2 separate regions of the Triticum aestivum genome follow, and region 1 is linked to region 2. Evidence: chromatin contacts called from public Hi-C data. All regions are on one chromosome and are shown on one strand. Each heading gives the region's core, a stretch centred on a gene start, on an enhancer-like site or on the middle of the called end of the contact. The rest is flanking DNA. Distances are from core to core; before and after follow the strand shown. Region 1 has its middle 9.8 kb from the start of TRNAM-CAU. Region 2 holds the start of LOC123049965.

What was found. A called contact is a pair of places that touch in the nucleus more often than the background predicts.
Region 1: a contact with region 2 is called in a Hi-C map of root, with 10 times the contacts expected there. The contact joins the enhancer-like site here to the promoter of LOC123049965 in region 2. A contact is called at or near these places in 4 of 5 Hi-C or Micro-C datasets (leaf and root) and 1 of 1 datasets of contacts at active chromatin or transcription factors (leaf).

What each region holds. Positions count from the first base shown.
Region 1 is chr2D:560,133,220-560,137,434 of IWGSC CS RefSeq v2.1, reverse strand. No RefSeq gene overlaps it. Among protein-coding and RNA genes, the nearest start is that of TRNAM-CAU, 9.8 kb to the right of the region's middle. Within about 2 kb of position 2,269, at least 4 of the 8 cell types and tissues checked have an H3K27ac peak or open chromatin away from gene starts, as enhancers often do. A contact at or near this core is called in leaf and root, where this site is marked.
Region 2 is chr2D:559,997,041-560,001,662 of IWGSC CS RefSeq v2.1, reverse strand. It overlaps LOC123049965, which reads right to left and starts at 3,206. Exons shown (of 11, transcript XM_044472817.1): 1 at 3,061-3,206; 2 at 2,638-2,686; 3 at 2,309-2,428; 4 at 2,127-2,221; 5 at 1,743-1,948; 6 at 1,417-1,605; 7 at 1,137-1,343; 8 at 840-993; 9 at 663-726; 10 at 499-576; 11 at 99-405. The coding sequence starts at 3,117. The coding sequence ends at 326. LOC123054500 reads right to left here. Exons shown (of 4, transcript XM_044478279.1): 3 at 4,340-4,510; 4 at 3,646-4,232. The coding sequence ends at 4,071.

The sequences.
Region 1 (4,215 bases), core at 1,020-3,519, 140 kb before region 2:
GGTTGCCTTTGTTAGCACTTTCTTCCGAAGTTTTGTTGCCATTTCTCTCCTCCACTGGACAAGGAGTTTTCGAACCCGAGCTCTCATGCTCTCTCATAGAAAAAGAAAAATATAGTAAAATAAAAAAAACTGAAATTTCTTTATGATAATTATTGATGAATGTTTCAACAGTGTGCAAAGTTTTGTGATGAAATGGCATTCGTTGAGGTCTGGCATTATTAACTTGAAGTTGGTCTCTCTTTTTTTCGCGGGTAACTAGAAGTTGGTCCATTTTGCCTTTTCTCTAAAAGTTAAGCGTTCGAAAGCAGTATTCACATGTATGTAAAACTTGATCGAAATTTCACTGCCTACCAACGAATTCAAAATTTGTTGCACGGAATGATTTTAATTCGTACCGACACACACGCACGCCTGCATACAAATCTGAGATGAAAATATACAGTACGCAAACTGGATATGCAAGACAAGCATTACCAATGCTGGTTGGCAACTTAGCAAGACGCACGCGAGATCAACACAATGCACTGTCACTTGAGGATCGCATGGCCTCCAACACCCGCCAAGAGGAGCAGCGGAAGAACCGACGCCCAGAGCACCGTCATCCCGACGGCACGCCGGCGTAGCGGGTCGTGCGAGACCCAGAGCCCCGTCCACGCCCCCGCCAAGCCGAAGAGGACGATGGCGACGAGGACGCCGTAGTAGGAGTTGACCAGGGAGTTTGACCTGACGAACAGGCCCGCCGGCTTCCTGAACAGCGCCAGGTACAGCGCTGCCGCAGCTTCGGCAACCCCGGCGCCAGGGACGAAGCTAGAAAAAATCGGCACTGGTGTCAGCCAATACCCACTACATACTCTCTCCGTCTAAAAAAGCTTGTCTCTCAAATAAATGTATCTAGTACAAAGTTAATGTTAAATACATCCATTTGAGAGACAAGCTTGAGACAAATTTTTTGGACAGGGGAAATACTAAACTACGGCAAGGAGATATAAATAACTTAGTGAAGATAATACAAAGAATGAAAATATGCAATCAGCAAACAATATGAGAAAAGCTTGCCATACCCGGTGAACTCAAGAAATCACTTACATACAAATTAAGAAGAAAAAATTCTAAGAAAGAAAAGCTACTATGGAGTTAAATTTGTAATTTCGAGAAACAAATGAACAAACAAAACATATCAGACTACCAAAAATGGTAGAGAACTAATAATATTAAAAAAATATCATCAAAAAAAATATAAAGTGACTCCAGACTCACATTTCCCTTCACGTCCTTTCACCTCTTTTTTTTACAAGAACATGAACTTTCACCTTCTTAAAGAGATCAATCATGCCATCATTTGTAATGGTAGAAAATATATTTTTTTCCCACATAGCAAATTAGTCAATCAGTCATAATCTGCTCACCCATTTTGTTATGCAAAACATGGTTGCCAATATTAAATTTTTTAAAAATCATCAAAAATCAACAAAATTAGCACCAAATTTAGAAGTAGATGCACCAAATGGAAAGATTCTTCTTGGCATCCACCAGCAATATCAGCAATACCAACCAAATGGGCAAACCTTGCGAACCAACCTGTAGTTGCATGGTTAGAGGGACTGTGGTATCCTCAGCCCACCAGAGTTCAAATCCTGATGCTCGCATTTATTTCTGGATTTATTTCAGGATTTCCGGTGATGCGCATTCAGTGGGAGGAGACGTTCCCGTCAACGACAAGGTGCCTACGGTGACTTCGTGTCTTTCGGAGGTGCTCATAGGGGTAGGATGTGCGTGTGTGCGTTCATAAGGGTGAGTGTATGCGCATGTATATGAGCGCTTATGTCTGTACTGATGTTAAAAAAAATGAACAAACCTTTGATTTGCCGGCACATTATCAATGTGAATGTGAAGTTCATGACCAAGATCTATAGATTGTGTTCTATCGAAATCATCATGTGGTATTGTTCATTTCAACAAAAAAAAATATGCATAATTCCTAGATGAATCAAGGAAGAGAAATTCAAATTAGTCACGGTGATGGAGGTCACACATCTGCGTACGACCATGGTGTACCTTGCAGGAGACCTGGACTAGGGGGCTTCCGTCAGCGACTATATTAGATAATTGTGTCGTTGCCGCTGCGGCCGGCCGGCCGCCATCAAAACAAACTGTTGTTGACTCGCACTTGTGTTTTCCACTGAGAGGTGAGAGCTGACACGCCACCCGAGCAAAATTCGGAACATGGGCCAGGCACACCAGAGCCCGTCTCGCCAAACAACCCTCAGAAAGTCAGAACACTGGCCGGGCTAGCGACAGCTGGGTGGGCTGGAGCCCGACGATGGCCTCCTCTTCTTCTTCAACGCACGCCGCCGTCCCTTTCAACGTCAGTTTCAGCGGAACGAATGTATCCGCCTTTTTTTTTCCGAGAAAGACATTTGCTTCCGCCTACAGAGGGAGAGAGGATAAGGCTTTTGCTGTCAAGAAAAAAAGAGTTTTTTTTAGCGGAAAAGAGGAGGAGATGGCTTTTTCCGGGAGCTCCTATTTGCCGCGTACTGCATCAAATGGATGTCCCTTCGCACAGGGCACGCCTGACTGGGCCAGCCCATTGGGGCTGAGCCGGAGCTAGCGGTCTGGAGGAAAATGAGAAAAAAAAAAAGTGGACACCCGAGTGGGGATTCAAACTGTAGATCTCGTGTTTGTGCAATCGCCTTGCTTGTCAGCGCAACTACTGAGAGTCGTTGACAAATCCGTAGCGCGAGCTTTAAACAACTAACACCAGCGGTGTAAACTGAACATTACTTGACAAAATTTCAAACACTTTTTCTGAAATTATCAACATATTTGAAATTGCAACTACATTTTAAAATTCCCAAACATTTTTTGAATTTGTAAAAAAATTTGAAAATGGTACTTCTTTTGAAATTTTGAACAATTGGGAGGAGTCCGTTAAGAGAGACCTGAAGAATTGGAGTATCACCAAAGAACTAGTTATGGACAGGGGTGCGTGAAAGCTTGCTATCCATGTGCCAAAGCTATGAGTTGGTCGCGAGATCTTATGGGTTTCACCTCTAGCCTAACCCAACCTGTTTGGGACTAAAGAATTTGTTGTTATTTTTATAGTTGTTGTTGTCGTCTTAAAATGAGAACATTTAAAAAAACAAAAAACTTTCAATAAATACATAACATTTTTGCAAATGTGAACTTTTTTTAATCGGTGAACAAAAATTGAATACGGGAACAAATTATGAAATTCAGGACATTTTTTGAAAATTTGAGTTTTTCGAACTCTTCAACAAAAAAATGAAAACAGGAACAATTTTTTAAAATCAGATCAACATTTTGAACAAAAGATGTACATTTTTTAAAAGCACAAACATTTTTTTAAAGTTTCTGAACAATTTCAAACATGAACTCTTTAAGAAAAGAAAAATAAACTTGAAAAAGAAAAGAAAGAAACAGAAAAGGAAAAGAAAAAAGAAAGAAAGAAGAAAAATAAACAGAAAATTGAAAAAATGCAAACCAAAAAGAAACAAGAACCTGGTTCAGTGGACCTTCTAGAAAGTTCCCAAACCAGAAAACTGCTGGAAAACGCCAGAAGGTTCCCAAAACCAGAAACACTGCAACACGTTAAATGGGTAGGCTCACGTCATCGCTGATCTCCAGGTCTGTCCAATAGGAAATTCCCTTTTTCCAGTGCAGTCGTCTGCAGCTCGACCAGGCCTCCCCGCAACAACAACAAAACTCAAGCAGGCCGCTAGCCGCTCCAACAACCCTATGCTCGTTTGTGCAAGTTTTTGGTGGTACGCAGAAGAAGCTCATGGAAGAAAGCGGGAGGGACGAGATGGGCTGGCCCAGGCGCACGGGAGGCGATAGCCTTGTTTTTTTACATTTTTTTATTTTCTGCTTTATTATTTCACTTTTGTTTAAATTTCCAAATATTCAAAAAAATATTACAAAAAACATTTGAAATGAATTATTAACCAAGAATTTGAAAATTGCTAAATATGTATAGAGAAAATGGTTCTCACGTATACAAAAGTTGTATAAAATAAAATAAAATGTGTTTAAGAAACTTTGATCAAGTATTCAAAAAATGTTGATCAAACATATGAAAAATATTAGATGTCTTCGAAAAAATATTGACCATGTATTAAAAATATGATAATCTTGCATTTCAAAAATGTAATCAAGCATTAGAAAAATGCTAAATGTGTATACGTAAAATGTTGACCA
Region 2 (4,622 bases), core at 1,957-4,456:
ATCTTGAAATTTTATCAGACTAGGGTCAGATGTCGAATAGGTTTCGGAAAAGGGTCAAAACACGAAAATTAGCCACACTGAGAAGCAAACTGGAGGTCTGGAATGTACAACTAGTGACTGCTTGTACACAGCTTGCTAATGAGTTTATTTATTATGAAGGCACAGCAGCTCTGCATCCCAACACCAAGAGGAGACAAAGCTAATGATGCATTTCTTGTTCACGAAGGAGATTGGGGAGCTATCTCAGCTCAATTTAGAATGCAAAGCCTATCTAGGGCCCGGCGTAAAACTACCCTACACTGCATTAGGTTAACACTTGTATCTATCAGAATGAGAACTCCTCGGGTAAACATTTGCCAAACTTGCTGGATATAAAGCCCCTGTACTTCCCCTTGAGTTCAGCCACTGCAATCAAACGCCATGTACTTCAACGACAGAAAACAAGCACACTGCATGGTTGGTGTTGACTATATGTTTGGTGCCATAACAGCTATTTACCTCTAGTGTCCTCAGGTTTGGTGCTGTCTGGCATGCCGTTAGATTGCGCCAGCTCGATTAGTCTCATCAAGTCCTTGCCTGTAATTCATAGTGTCTGAAGTGTCCTCCGTTCCAGAAAGTCAAACAGAATAATAAATGAAGGGCACGCTGAATGTAAATTGTACCATCAATTTGCTTTCCGGAGCTCTTGGCATTGATCAGATAAGTTGGTGTCTTGTCTTTTTTCAACTGCAAGGGTAGAGACTCAACTTTCTCAGATTTGACGTTCTCACGTTCATACTAAACCAACAAGTGATGTAATAAAGGCTAGAGAGGAAAAGCAAGGAAATTATGCAACATACATGCAAAAATAAGGAATTCGCGAGGGCAAGCTGGTCAAAAGGAGAGGGGGCCCTGTTGTAAGCTGGGATGAATTTACCATCCTCATATCCAGCTAAGAAATGGTAAGCTGCCTGACCTGGAGAGAGCTTTGATACTAATGGTAGGGCATCAGTGCTGAAAGTACAGAAGAAGGTAACTTATTGTTAGCACAGTAGATATAATGTCTCATTCCTTCTCATTTTAACCATCCAGAAACACACATCATTAAATGCTGTTAACTTGCTACTTGTACCCATGAAGCACATGCTCTCCATTACCTATCAGATGATACAACAACCACTGTAGCTGGTTTGGTAAACAACTGTGGTGGTCTTGACTTTGTTGGGAAAAGCACACTAGATTGTTTTGAACAGATAACTACACCGCTATCAGTAGACACAAGAACATCCTGAATTTCGGAGCAGGACTTGATGACCTCCACTGGAGCAAACAGCAGTACGATAGAACCGCCAGAAGACAGAAGCCTGATACACACAGTATGGAAGATGAATAACATATTTAGGGAAAAGGTAAAAAGAAATATCAAGCAGACTCTACCAGCCAGGGACAGGGAGGCCTCCTCTTGCAGACAGTATAGGGGCAGCCAAAGCGGTAAGAGCATCTTTTAGCATAGCGGAATCAGCAAATGCTTTACCACATAGGATAAGTGATGAGCGCTCTATGTCTGCCACTGCAACTCCATTAGCATATTGTGTCCCTGAACCTAGAGCATTCCTGACGTTGGTACTGTTAAGCAATGCTCAACAAGAAAGACATCAGTCTTATGTTATGGCCAACTACAGTTAATGCACTGAGCTCTTGGTGGCAACTTGAATGCATGCACAAGTTACAACATGCGTAGAAGAACTAAAAAGACAAATTACCTGATGGAACTGGCAACATATATAGTTAAAGGGCATGTGTCGTGGGAAATCGCACGATCTGGTATTTTCTGAAGGATATTGGAGAGTGACATGATGGCAGAGGGGTTGTCACTTATAACACGGACCTTTGCATCACATTCTGCAGATGAACCAATGGCACCATCTTGGACATAAAGACTTGAGATGGATGAAAGGTGAAAGGTCACCTAACAGAAGCAAACAGACAATCAAACACATTGACACTGAAGCTCAACTGGAAAGTAGTAAGTTAAAATTCTGTCAGCTGACAAAATGAGGCCAATGGTGCTTCTGAATTTCCGTCAGTTCATGACAATCATTGTGTTACAAAGCCATGGAGAGTAAAATAATAAATAAATAACCTACCTGTTTCAGAAGCTTTGCAAATTGAGCTCCTGAAATTTCAGGGAACCCACCGATAACATTTCCTTTGACATGAAGTGGAGTACCAGACAAACGCTCTGCATGCTCCAAAAACAGGTACCAAGTTATACATCTGTGCAGCATCAACTGTCTATATAGACACTGTAACTTGATTTTGCATATACCTGCGTAAGCAGTGCCACTTTTCTGAAGCTCAGACGGCTCCAAGTTGTAGAAGACCTTATCTTTTACGACAACACCTCTCGCAGCAATAGCCCAATTGAGACCATATGAGACTTCCTGGTCTTTTCTGTGCAATGCAGAGTAGGTGAAAGATGTGCAAACTTGTAATTTATGGTCTTATTGGAATGAGCAGCGTAACTGAACTAGGATGGTATGATCTTGCACAGCATAATTTTTTGTTTTTGGTCAGCAGTGATTAGAAATTAGGACTCCACACTCATAGCTAGGAACTACGGAGAGAGCAGTATGGAACGGCCAGAGCCAAGCTTACCTCGGCAAGGCAATAGTCTCTCACTGCTTCGATGGTAACAGCACTGGAACTGCACATTTCAGAGGCCAAATTATGACGACAGGGTCACCCAAAAGTACAATCGCAACCAGAAAACAATTGTAATATATTTCCATGAACTACAAGTTCGCATTTTATAGAAAATCCTCATTAAAATCCCACACTAATCGAGACTCTAAACCCCTCTTCGGTCGCTCCAACGAGGCTATTTCTCTACTGAATCGTACATCCGCTCCTACCTAGGTCTGGGTTCTACTTCTACAGCAACGCAGCGTGCGTCTGGATCCTTCGATTTTTCTCGCGGCCAACTACTTCCCCAATCCGCCAAAGCAGTACACGAGGCGGGGCAAACAGAGCGGTTGGTAGACAGCGGAACACAAACAGCAGAAAAGAAGCTGGACTCACTAGCTGGAGGCTCGCCGCCGGCGAGGATGCGGCGCGGCGGCGGAGAAGGCCCAGCATGTGCTTCGCTCTCCGGCTTGGGCGCTTGGCGGCTTGCGGCGCGTCCGTGCGTGCTCCTCCTGGTCTCTGACAGAGTGGAGACGACGGCGGGGATGGTGGCCACTACATGGGCCAAGGCCAGTTAAAGCCCATCTTAAATATTATCTGGGCCTTACAACCCCATTTTGGCCCGTCCAAATATCTGACCTTAGCTGACCTAAAAATTCACCTCTCCAAAAAAAAAACCGACGTAAAAATTCACCTGAAAACTCTTCTCTGAGAAAAAGCTGGTCCAAAATTTGACACTCACTTTCAAGAAAAATTGACACTATCCATCAAGTTCATCATGCTGTCCTCTAAAATCAAAGAAAAAGAAAGATCATCATGGTGTTTCCCTGAAAAAGATCATGATTACTAATGGTCACATGTGACATAAACTGGCGAGCAGATTGAACAGCTAAGATAGAAAAATCTGAAAGTGTCCTTGGCTCAGAAAAATCAAGCTACACATAAGAAGCAAGAAAGGGGAACGGCACAGCAACAGACAAATTGTCATTGAACCACTGAATATGGATTGAATGAATCTGGTCAATATATATACAAGGATTTGGACTAGCTGCCAGTTCCATCTAAATAAACAGCATCGCAGGCTGACGAACGGCACACACACTACTTGTCTACACATCCGAAGCATCTTGCCTGTGGATGGGCATTGTGCTTCCCAGATTCATTCATAACAAACAATGTGGGGGGTGGCCATGAATTGAAACAGTGTTCTCACGGCAACGCACATCTCCGGCACGCGGGTGATAGGCGGACTTGGGTCCAAGGTCCCGCCGTGCTGCTGTGTCGTCATGTGAACTCGCAAACCATGTGTCATCCACCTCACAAGGCCTGTAGGCCCAAATCCAATGAAGCCGCCGCATGCTGTGCCTTGGTATGTACAGGTGGGCTAGGTGACTCCTCTTTGGTGTTCATGAGGCGCCTGCTGCGATTTCTGGTGCCGTGTCTTGCGCCTCGTCCTTGCTCAACAATGCTGGTGTGACCGAGACCACGCCGATCAAGAACAGCAGAGCTACTGACTGGGTGTCGTACAGGTCGCTGAGCGATGTTAACTCTCCCAGAGCAATCCCAGCCTGGATACAAGAAATGAAGCATGCAGTGGGATTGAAGTTAGCACAAACATTGTACGCACTCAAGGGCAGTATATGGACATGCATTGTATCTGAAGCAAGGAACTTACCCTCACGGTCACGTAGGCTGCTGGGATGAGACCGATAAGAGTTGCCAGTAAGAAGGTATGGAAGGGCACATCAACAATGGGCGAGGCCAAGTTGATGAAGGTATTTGGCAGTGTTGGGGTGACCCTGAGGAAAAGCATGTAATTCAACAGCTTTTCTCTTCTTTTGGCAACCTGGAAATGCAGAGAAATCACCCATTTTCAGCTACGAGTTACTACACAGTTCTAAAGGATCTTAAATCAAAGAGTAGAGTGATTCAAATTATCTTTAGGCATCCCCACAGAA